Linked DNA regions of Sus scrofa: region 1 is linked to region 2. Evidence: chromatin contacts called from public promoter capture Hi-C data. All regions are on one chromosome and are shown on one strand. Each heading gives the region's core, a stretch centred on a gene start, on an enhancer-like site or on the middle of the called end of the contact. The rest is flanking DNA. Distances are from core to core; before and after follow the strand shown. Region 1 holds the start of BBOF1 (basal body-orientation factor 1). Region 2 holds the start of PNMA1 (paraneoplastic antigen Ma1).

What was found. Promoter capture Hi-C pulls out the DNA fragments that hold promoters and counts their contacts.
Region 1: a promoter capture Hi-C map of liver shows a contact between it and region 2, with 4 times the contacts expected there. The contact joins the promoter of BBOF1 here to the promoter of PNMA1 in region 2. A contact is called at or near these places in 2 of 5 promoter capture datasets (fetal liver and liver) and 1 of 47 Hi-C or Micro-C datasets (alveolar macrophages).

The regions. Positions count from the first base shown.
Region 1 is chr7:97,314,882-97,320,927 of Sscrofa11.1, reverse strand. BBOF1 (basal body-orientation factor 1) reads right to left here and starts at 4,298. Exons shown (of 13, transcript XM_001929154.4): 1 at 4,105-4,298. The coding sequence starts at 4,160. It overlaps ENTPD5 (ectonucleoside triphosphate diphosphohydrolase 5), which reads left to right and starts at 4,350. Exons shown (of 18, transcript XM_021099509.1): 1 at 4,350-4,419.
Region 2 is chr7:97,047,779-97,053,784 of Sscrofa11.1, reverse strand. It overlaps PNMA1 (paraneoplastic antigen Ma1), which reads left to right and starts at 1,928. Exons shown (of 1, transcript XM_021099497.1): 1 at 1,928-4,635. The coding sequence starts at 2,768. The coding sequence ends at 3,829.

The DNA of each region.
Region 1 (6,046 bases), core at 3,049-5,548, 260 kb before region 2:
AGGTAAGTAGGTACCTTTTTTCCGGAAGAGGGGAACTCTGAAGCACAACTAAGAGACTGGGAAAACAAAGAGGCATGATAAGTCAAATTCATTTTATCAAGTTTTCACATATTTTCGTTTACTTCTCTCTCATATTTGAACTATCTTTTCTATTCCTGCTTACTCAGTCTTAGACCTTGGTTCTCTCTACTGCAAATCAATTACCTTAGTTTCCCTTTTGCATAATGATACATTGGTATTGTAACTAATTTTAAGTCCACTGTTCTATAATCTTCCGCTTGCCCAAATCCCAGTTTTATTTTTGTTTTAAGTTGTTTGGGGTTTTTTTTTTTTTTTTTTTTTTTGGCTAGACCTTGAACAAAAGATCAAGTCACTAGGGCAAGTATGTTAAATCACTTGCCAGGATGCACCAAGCTTCAAAGATGGCAGAGAAACAAACCATAATTATTTATACAGAGGTAGGAAATTTTAAAATAATAATAATAGGGATTCCTGTCATGGTTCAGCGGAAATGAATCCAACTAAGAACCATGGTTGCAGGTTCCATCTCTGGCCTTGCTCAGTGGGTTAAGGATCCAGGGTTGCTGTGAGCTGTGGTGTAGGTCGCAGACTCCGATCCTGCATTGCTGTGGCTGTGTTGATGGCTGGCAGCTGTTAGCTCCAATTAGACTCCTAGCCTGGGAACCTCCATATGCTGCAGGTGCATCCCTAAAAAGCAAAAATAGTAGTAATAATAATAAATGATGGTTTTAAACATTAAAATGACAAAAGGGGAGATTTTTAAAAATATTTATTGCATGAGCATTAAGAAAACACTCCTCTTTATATGACAGGCACTTTATTTTTTTGTTTTTTGTCTTTTTTGCCATTTCTAGGGCTGCTCCTGCAGCATATGGAGGTTCCCAGGCTAGGGGTCGAATCGGAGCTGTAGCCGCCGGCCTATGCCAGAGCCACAGCAATGCAGGATCTGAGCCACGTCTGCGACCTACACCACAGCTCATGGCAACACCAGATCCTTAACCCACTGAGCAAGGCCAGGGATCAAACCCGCAACCTCATGGTTCCCAGTAGGATTCATTAACCACTGCGCCACCACGAGAACTCCTTTTTTTGTTTTGTTTTGTTTTTCAGGCACTTTATTTGTCTTTTTAGGGCCACACCTACGGAATATGGAGGTTCTCAGGCTACGGGTCCAATTGGGGCTACAGCTGCCAGCCTACACCACAGCCACAGCAACTCAGGATCCAAACCGAGTCTGTGACCTACACCACAGCTCATGGCAACACCAGATCCTTAATCCACTGAGCGAGGCCAGGGACTGAACCTACAACCTCATGGTTACTAGTCAGGTTCATAAACCACTGAGCCACAACGGGAACTCCAAGAATTCATCTATATTTGAATTCTAGATATCTTCATACATATGTATGTGTGGACCTTTATACAGTCACTCTCCACTCCCCCAACTGCTGGTTCTTGATCTCTTTCCAGTCCCACCCTCATGCTGTGTTCTCATAAAATTAATTCTAGCCCCATCCCCAACCCCTCAACTGGTTACACTTGTTGACATCCCTCTCCACCAGGATTTAGGCATTCATGATAAGACTGTCTTGCTATAATTACCCAATTTCTCCCTGGATATATCAGGTCTAAGCTACCCAGTGTAATCTATGCAAGAAATTAAATAAGATTTGTCACAGGGAGAAACAAAACAGGGTTTCTCAAACTATGAGTCATGAAAAATTCAAGGAATAAGAGGTCTGTTACCCTGAATGTTTCTCATTGTTGATACATGCACCATAGACGCATGGTCAAAAATAGAAAACATATGCCGGTAAATTCCAGGAATGCAATAAGCCCTTGGCACTTTTTAAAAATGCTAGACTAAGTATGCAATTACGTAAGAAAAAAACTCACTGTAGAAGAATACTTATATTACTACACTGGGAGAAAATGCCACAAATAAATATGTATACTGGGCTATCATTTCACAGGGAAGAAAAAGAATATTCCAAAATTATAGTAGTGGTTATCCTTGGAAGATGGGATCACAGGTGATTTTTTATTTCTCCTTTGACTTTCTATGTTTCCTAAACTTTCTATAGTGAGCATGCATTCCTCCCATAAACAAGTTACTCCATAAACTTTACAAGGATTCCCTTGTGGTCCCATATATAGTGTTGTTGGACACCATGTATGACTCCAAGGCATCTAGGAATCACTAGGGTCATCCAATAGGTTTAGAGGCAATTTAGCAGCAACTCCAAACCTGCAAAGATTTAGTGCTAGAGCTATACTACCCATTTCAGAATTCTGATCAGTTTGGGGAAACGTGAATAATTACCCAGTTTAGTCAAATCCTTGGGTTTTCCTTTGAACCAAAAGGAATCCCTGAGAAAGCCCAAGGAGATCCTTCAGTCACCCAGAGATCCTTTTGATGTTCAAGATCATCTCAACCACAAAGAAACTGCTCAGGCCATAGGCAAAAAATAATGAACCCAGGAGTTCCCATCATGGCTCAGTGGTAATGAACCCGACTAGGATCCACAGGATGTGGGTTTGATCCCTGGCCTTGCTTGGTGGGCTAAGGATCCAGCATTGCCATAAGCTGCAGTGTAGGTCCAAGATTCCGCTGGAATCTTGCGTTGCTGTGGCGTAGGTAGGCAGCTGTAGCTCCAATTTGACCCCTAGCCTGGGAACTTACATATGCCCTGGGTGTGGCCCTAAAAAGCAAAAAATAAAAATAACAAGCCCAGAGCATCAGAGCACAGTTCTTGTGGATGAAAAAAGAAGATTCAAGTTAAAGCATACACAAGCAGACACCTTAATTTATTTAAGAAATAGTAAGCATCTGCCATGATCCAGACTCTCTGGTAGGTGCTGGATGTATGGCAAATAATGCTTACTGCCTATTCTCTGTGCTTAAAGCATTGAGCAGGGTTTCCCAACTGATTTTGTGTGTGTGTGTGTGTGTGTGTGAGAGAGAGAGAGAGGGGAGAGAGAGAGAGAGAGAGAGAGAGAGAGAGAGAGAGAGAGAGAGAGAGTGTCTTTTTGCTATTTCTTTGGGCCGCTCCCACGGCATATGGAGGTTCCCAGGCTAGGGGTCCAATCCCAGCTGTAGCCACTGGCCTATGCCACTGCCACAGCAACGCGGGATCTGAGCCGAGTCTGCAACCTACACCACAGCTCACGGCAACGCCGGATCGTTAATCCACTGAGCAAGGGCAGGAACCGAACCCGCAACCTCATGGTTCCTATTCGGATTCGTTAACCACTGCGCCACGACGGGAACTCCCCAAATGAAATTCTTCTAAGCCACATGATTGTTTCTTGCGAGGCTAGGAATTGTCCTGTGCCCTGTAGGGTATTTAGCAGCGTCCCCAGTCTCTTATCCACTAAATTTCCCCAGATGTGACAACCAAAAATGTCTCTAGATATTGACAAGTGTCCTCTGGGAGTCAAAATTGCCTCGCTGAGAACCATGGTCTCAGGTAGTGCTATCCAACAGAACTTTCTGTGATGACGGAAATGCTCTATATCTGGGCTGTCCAATACGGTCACCATAGCCACATGTGCTTACTGACTACTTGCAATGTGGCTAGTACAAAGGAGGATCTGAATTCTTAATATTATTTAATTCTAACTTATAATCATAGCCACACACGATCAATGACTACTCTATTGGACAGCACAGGTCTAGAGGATCTCCAATGTTCCAAGAAATGGTATCCTGACCTTCGCTTTCAGTGTCAGAACTCTTCTACCTCACAGTTCTTTTTTCCTCCAGCACTAATTTCACTGGGTCCAATGTTACTCCTGTTTTTTGGGAACTTATCTGCCTTCTCATTAGTGCATGACACATGGGCGGGTCTATTCCACATTACTTCAGGGTCTCAAATCCTGTCTTAGTTGAAACAGTATAGTTTGGCATGCGTTTTGGAAACTTCTGAGCAAGGGGAGCTGTCCCTCTCAGCAGCTGAGTGAGAGAGAGGAGCGTCCAGGAAGGTGGGGTGTGGGGTGGGGAAGGGCGCCAGTGGGCCTGCACCTACAAATCCCCGGAGGGTAGGTCCAGGGAGCAGGGCCCCCAGTGTGGCTTCTCCTTACTTCTTCTTCTTGTCTTTGCCCTGGCCCTTCTTTTTGTCCTTTCCCTTCGACGGCATCTTGGCTTCTCCAGGGGCTCTGTTGTCGTCGTTGCCTCTCTGCCGCCGCCCAGACCCGGCTTCGTCTCCAAGGACACCAGCACGCTGATGGGGTAAACTTCCGCGCGGGCCGTTGCCGGCGAACAGAGCGCACGCGCTCGTGACGTAGCCCCGACGCCGCCGCGCGGGGCCCAGTCCACGGGCCGGGCGCAGGGGGCGGGGCGGAGATCACGCAGAGGGCGGTGGGCGGCCGCGCCGGAGCGGCGCGCGCGCGCGCGCGGTGAGTGTGCGAACCTCGGAGTCGCCCAACCCAGCTCACGGTCCCAGCTGGTCCAGCGAGGAGGGCGGAGCGGGCGGTGGCAGGACGGCCGGGGCGTCCTCCCCTCTGGAGGCTGGCTTCCCGGCGGGTTCGGCCGCCGCGCAGCGGTGCTCAGAGCGTCGCCTCAGCCGAGTTTGCAGCGTTTGGCGTCTTGCCCTCATGCTGCAGCCAGCGTGGCCGCGGCCACCTCGCTCTCGTCCCTGCCCCGCCTCTCCCGAAGCTGCGTCTTCGGGACTCTTTTGGTTCCTTCTCTCTCTCCTGGCTTCTAACTCTTGCTAGTTCTGCAAGGGATGGTGCAGCCAGCGGGCTTCCCAGGCCAAACATTTTTTGGTGAGGCAGCTGAGGACTTTTCCGAGGGTGGTGGTTGGGCGTGAGGCGGGCCAGGGGCGTGGGCGTCGGGGAACCGGGCAAGGAGAGAAGTGCTGCCACCTGGGGTGGGAGAGGCTCCGGGGCCTGGAGGAGAGTCCTGGGGTCAGGCCCTCGGTCCCATTCTGTCCTGTCTTGGCAGACGCTGCCCGCCCAGAACCGGCCCGGGATTCCCATTGGCTAATAATCTCGTTTCTCCTCAGTGTCCTTTTTTTCCTGCAAGTTGTGTAAAGTTGAAAGCGCTTGCTTGCCTTTTTGTTTGTTTGTTTTTGGTTTAGTTTGATGTGTTCCCCTCTTCCCCCCAGCACGCCTGAAAAAGACTAAAACTCAAAAGTATTGTTCGCCTGTTTCAGAGGAGGAGCTCTATGATTATGCCTTCATTCATTGAGTTGGTCCTCGAGTCATTGAGGAGGATAGGGAATTATGGGTGCCAAGACAACAGTTAGGAAATTTGTGATTGAAGCTCTGCTGTGCCTAATCCTCCATTTAAAATTTTGTCGTGGGAGCACCCGCTGTAGCGCGCAACGGGATCAGCGGCATCTTGGGAGCTCCGGGACGAGAGTTCGATCCCCTGCCCGCACAATGGGTTAAGGATCTGGCGTTGCCGCAGTTGCCGCTTAGGTCGCCTCTGCTACCGGGATCTGATGCCTGAGAGTTCTATATGCGGCAAAATTTATTTATTTAGCTTTTTAGGGTCCCCGCCCCGCATGTGGACGTTCCCAAGGGGTTAAATCGGAGCTACAGCTGCCGGCCTATGCCACAGCGAAGGCAAGGCTGGATCCCTAATCTACTGAGCAAGGCCAGGGATCGAGCCCGCATCCTCATGGATCCTACTTGAGTTCTTAACTGCTGAGCCAGGAATGGAACTCCCAAATTTATTTTTTCATTGCACATCTTCCTTCTCCCTTTCTCTAGGGAGGGAGAACTTAATCCCTACACCCTTTCCAGAGTTCTCTGATGCACCCCCCTTTTTCCCCTCCCACTTGCTTCTGTTTCTCAATTCAGTGGTTATAGGGAACTTGCTAAGGTTAATAAGCACTGAAAATCTTTTTAGTCATACCATCTGCTGGCATGATAGTGGCTTGCTCTATTTCTGGTGCTTTCCCCCTCTGTTTGCGTGTCACTTTTCTGTGAGTCCAGGTGGGATCAGCATACATTGAAAGGGTTTATTCTGATATGGAATCTAGAAGTTACTATTGATTGTATATGTGTAAGGTTGAAC
Region 2 (6,006 bases), core at 679-3,178:
ATTTGAATTATGTTTCGTTTCAGGCCTCTTTTTTGGACATGTGGCAACAGAAACCTCCTTTGTCTAGAGTGATTCTCCTCTTCTAAGCCCAGAGAGACCAGACCAGGTGAATGTAGGTGGAAAAGATCAAGATGGTACCTCTCTGTATTAACCCCGACTGACACCATGTTTTGAAAGGGTTTACGATCCAGGATGGATTCATATTTAGAATGTAATGCGAAAGGTAAACTGTTTAGAGGGCAGATGCAATTGTGGCAAGTGACCTGCCAATAAAGTAGGTGCAGCCATAGAAGCTGGCATAGGCTTACCCTTTATGGTGCTTTCTCCCTGTGAACATATCAGGCTCGTGTTGTTTTTTTCTTTTTTCTTTTCTGTTCAGAGCTGTTTGCTTTAAGAAGTTAAGTGAAAACACCTTCAGCTTTATAATGTCCTCTGTACACCACCTTACATACCCATCTCGCAGCCTCCAGCTACACTCAGCTAAGGGCATGAGATTAACCTAGTGCCTGTGTTCTAGACCATTTCTGAGGTCTCTTAGCCACCCAAGGAGACAGGGCTTCGACACTGTCCTCCATGCCTTCAGCAACCCCTGTCACAGCTAAGGTACACACCTATCCCTTTGGCTACTCCACTTCCACCCCTGGCACAGAGGTCGTGTGCTGCTTATGTCTAAAGGGATCCCCTATATTTAACTGCCTCAATGACCTAACCTCTTTCTTCTCATGTGCCAGATGTTAAGATGAAGGAGGAATACAACACATACACAAGCCTCAGCTGTTTAAATATGTTTTTACCGGGGCTCAGTTTTCTCAGATGGTATTTATTACCAGTGGCAAGCCTAACTCCTTAGGTTTACAGGAAGTATGCATATTTTTATAAAACAATTGTATGTCCTCCCCATATTTTGCTGTATTAATATTTGCCTCTAACTAACAATTTGCAGCTGTTTCACCTTTTCCTCATTTGTCTCTTAGTCAAAGGCCTTGTTGGAGGGGACAGAGCACAGGAACAGCCTTGATAGTCTGTAATTATTGTACAAATATTTTAATAGCATATAAATAAGTATATTCCTTTTATTTTGAAAAAATCAGACACTGCCTTTTGTGTGTTTGCTGCCTGTGGCACCCTTTTTTAAAAGACTGTTACATATTAAAATAGTGTACATATATATAAATATTACCTCTTTTGCTGTACAGTTGTGATAGACCAGACGGAAGATTTTATTTTTTGTGTGCTTTTTATAAAAAAAAAAATTAACACACTAAAGAAAATCTTGCTGATGTGATTGTAATGTACCTATGTAACTTATTTACTTTTGAATGTTCTTCTGTATCTTTAAACCTTTTATTAAATAAGGTTTTAAAAATTCAGAGTTGATTTCTGTGTCCTTTGGGGGAAAGATTTATTATCTCACCATCTGGGATTGTAAGTGTGCCTTGGTTTGCTTCCAAAGGATACTTGACATTTTTGAACCATAAGGCCTGTTTTATCCATGATGCCAGGGCAGGGGAAATAACACATTAGTGTTTGCCGGGTTACTATTCATAGAGATCTAGATCTTTTTACAACATTTTAGACAAGAAGAAGTCTCAACTCACTGGGATAAAATTTAGAGGGTGCAGAGTGCAGTCAGGTGGTACAGGGTATTATACAGCATTGCCTCTGAACGAGCGACGCGAGTAGACAAGTCTTTCTTGACGGCCGGATATCATCTTAAATCCACTCCAGAATTATATTATCTTTTAAACACAGTGCTTTGTTAAGAAAAAAAAAAATCTGGAAAATGCGAAAAAGGAAATGCGCGGTAAAGGAAATTAACGCCCGCGGCCCCGAGCTGCCACCATGGCAACCATTCGCCCCTGCAGGCCGCTAGAGCTCCGGCGTCTCGCGTCGGTGGTTGCCGTGGCTACGGTCGCGCGGGCAGGGCCGCGGGGGGCGGGGCGAGGCGGGTCGAAGGCCGGCCCCGCCCTCCACTGCGGCAGTAAAGGCTAGGCTGGCTGCGGGTGGGACCGAGGTACAACTGTGCAGCTCCAGCCCACCTCGGCCCGCGGTCGCCTGCGTGCGGGGCTGCCGCGGCCTGCCTGCGACTGCGCCTGCGCCTCCTCTAGCCTGGCTTCCGCGTCTTTCCTGCGCCTCTGCTGCCTGTGTTCTTGGTCCTTGGCGTCCTCGCCGCCCAGAGGGATACGTTTGCCCACGAAGAAGCTCTCTCGGGTTGGCCTCGCTGCCGCCGCTGTCTTTCCCTTAGGACAGTCTTTCCCTCCGGGGGCGGTACTAGTTCTTGTCTGCGGAGAAGCGGCTCCTAGCTCGTCTGAGGCGTGCTCCGCTCTGGCAACGAAAGCTTGCACCCTCTGGGAGCAGCAGCGAGTGCCTGGCGCCCAGGCTGCGAAGAGGCGGCCACGTCCCGCGATCAAGCCCTGCGGCTCCTGCTTTCGCCGCCCGCCTTTTTTCCTCGCCTCTGCGCTCCGACGCGACACCTTCCTGTAAGTGGAGGACCCGGCCTGCGGATCCCGACCGGAGACACAAGATGGCGATGGCCATGTGACTGAGCATCCCCGAGGCTTCGTTCCGAGAACGCGGAGGCCTGGCTTTGAGGGGCAGCGAAAAGAGGAGAGCAGGACACTGGTGTCGTTTGTTAAACGTGATTGACTCCCTCGGGCATATGGGGGGAGGTGGCGGTGGGAGCGTCTGCTATTGTCTTCAGTTTTAGAGCACAGGGAGCCACAGTCTAATTGTATTTGTAGAATTGGGGCCCTTGATAGTTGGGAAAATGGCGATGACACTGCTGGAAGATTGGTGTAGGGGGATGGATGTGAACTCCCAGAGAGCCCTTCTGGTCTGGGGGATCCCTGTGAACTGTGATGAGACCGAAATCGAAGAGACCTTTCAAGCTGCGATGCCCCAGGTGCCCTATCGAGTGCTTGGGAGAATGTTCTGGAGGGAAGAGAATGCCAAAGCAGCCTTGTTAGAGCTCACTGGTGCTGTCGATTATGCTGCGATCCCCAGGGAGATGCCAGGTAAAGGAGGGGTCTGGAAAGTAGTCTTTAAGCCCCCCACTTCCGATGCTGAATTTTTAGAAAGGTTGCACCTCTTCCTAGCAAGAGAGGGGTGGACCGTGCAAGATGTTGCCCGTGTCCTTGGGTTTCAGAACCCCACTCCGGCCCCAGGCCCCGAAATGCCGGCAGAGATGCTAAACTATATTTTGGATAATGTTATTCAGCCTCTGGTTGAGTCCATATGGTACAAGAAGCTGACGTTGTTCTCGGGAAGGGACATTCCGGGGCCAGGGGAGGAGGCATTTGATCCCTGGCTGGAGCACACTAATGAGGTCATAGAGGAGTGGCAGGTGCCTGATGTAGAAAAGAGGCGGCGGTTGATGGAGAGCCTTAGAGGCCCTGCCGCTGATGTCATCCGCATCCTCAAGACCAACAACCCTGCGATTACCACCGCTGAATGCCTGAAGGCGCTGGAGCAGGTGTTTGGGAGCGTCGAGAGCTCTAGGGATGCGCAGGTGAGATTTCTGAACACATACCAGAACCCGGGAGAAAAATTATCTGCTTATGTGATTCGTCTGGAGCCTCTGCTGCAGAAGGTGGTTGAGAAGGGGGCCATAGATAAAGATAACGTGAACCAGGCCCGCCTGGAGCAGGTCATTGCCGGGGCCAATCACAGCGGAGCCATCCGAAGGCAGTTGTGGCTGACCGGGGCTGCTGAAGGGCCGGCCCCCAACCTCTTCCAGTTGCTGGTGCAGATCCGCGAGGAGGAGGCCAAGGAAGAGGAGGAGGAGGCTGAGGCCGCCCTCCTGCAGTTAGGCCTGGAGGGGCACTTCTGAGTCCCAGGAAAGGGGGCGTTAGTTCAGACCTAGATCACGGCTGCTTTCATTGTCTCTGTGATGTCTTACAGGTGTGTCTCCTGCTAGTAAAGACTAAGCGGTGTTTTTTGTTTTTGGGCGGGAGTCCGGCCTGGGTATTCATGTGTCATTAGCACAATCGTGCAGGGGAGCACCAGATCTGCTGCAGCGCTCGTGGGTCATGCTAGCTACAATGCCAGGGAAAGGCTTGGACGTGAGTCCTCATTGCAAGCTATCATCATGGCACCATCATCGGTTGTGAAAAATGTGGTCTCGTGACTCTTCCCATCAAGGTAATTAAATATGAAATTGCATGTTCAGATGTATAATGAGTGCAGGGCCTGGATACCAAAAGAACTGTTCAGTAAAAAATGTCAACTGTTTACTCTTAACTGTGGTGAATAGTTTTTGTGTCTACCGTAAATTGTTCCTGGTTTATATTAATGGAAAGAAATGTGAATAAGGTATTATTCAGCTTTACAGTGCAGATTTCTTACTGTACATCTTTAAAGATCTAGATCAGTTTAATTGAAAAGTGTTCTGAGACTACAAAATGGGGTGTTAGAACGATACTGCGCTTACAGGGCTGTGTAAATCAAGTTTTCACTGTGTAAGATGCAGATATAAAATGCATGGGGAGGTTAATAGGAACCAGTTACAGCATCTATTCCCCCATTTCAAATCTTTGTCATTGAAGAGTAGTTTACCATGTTCATGCTGATTCTAAATGTTTTAAATTCGAAGTTATCAAATACATGTATATTAATAAAAATATTTTTTAAATTCTCTTATTTTTCTGCAACATATAAAAATTTTCAGTGTAATTAAGCTCTGTATCTTCATTTTTTCAGGAAGATTTCCCCCATCACTAAAAAAATCCCCCAAACCTTAATTATTTTACTTTAAGCTTTATATCATACTAAGTTTAAATTGCAGTACTTTTTAATATATTCAATTTCTGCATATTTTCTACAAATGTTAGAAGGCAAAATAGTGAATATTAACTTATTATAAAATGTTATAACATCCTGAAATAGGGTTCAGGAAGTTATCTAGCAATGCTTTTTCCTCCCCTTTCAAATTCTTTTTCAGCTAAAAATGTTTCACAGGAATAATAACTCATTATATCTGCATAAAATTGTTTCAGTTTTTCAGCAGCCATTTTATATCAAGAGTTTAAAAAGGGACATATGGCTCAATAGCATGTTTATTTGGTTGTAAAGAGATTCAGTGACTGAAGATGTTCATCTTTTGAAATTCTAGTAAATCCAGAAGTGATTAAATGAACATAAGTGTTCAGTGGGGGTTTTCCCCTAGTGACAAGGCTTTAAATTTATAGTCAGCCTTTGCAACAATCGTAAAGTAAAACATTTATTTATACAGGCTAATATTGGTATATGTGCCAAGAGATTTTTCTTGCACACGTGTGTGTCCTCACTTCCCATATCTGTACCTCCCTTTCTCCTCTCAACACACGCATCTCTACAGCTTTGACCTGCACAACAGATAATGCAGATCTTCGCATATCCTCGCCACTCCCCCCCTTCCCCCCTCATTTCCACAGGAATGGCTCTGGGTACACTTTCCTCTCCTCTCACAGTCTTACCTTCACACATTCACTCCCATCATAAACATACTCTCTCCTCCCACACACATATACACACATTACACTCAGAGCAAAAACAAATGATGGCTTCTTTTTTTTTCACCCAGTAAATCATGGGCGTCCTTCTATGTGTACATAGGGATGGACCTTCTTTTTATGGCTGCTGAGCTGATTGCATATTAGGAGGGACGACCATCACTTAGGATTCTTTTATTATATATAATAGTGTATAGCTACATGCACATATTTAATGCAATACCATATACACAGAAAACAATGTCAGGATTCCTGATGTTTACCTTCTATAAAACAAAGAAAAATAATGTGCTGTTTATGATCTGAATTAAGGTTTTCTCTTTATAGGCTCAAATTTAAATCTTTGTGCTTTTTAAAGGAGGACAGCAGAAGAAACAGCCTCATAGCCAAAGAATTGTGGACGAAAGAAGTAGAAACTGCACTATAGTCTCATTCTGTGACCAAAATTACATTTGACTGAATGTGTGCTGGGAAAATGTGTAATATTATTGCTACTGTTGAGTTCTTGCCGTTTCTT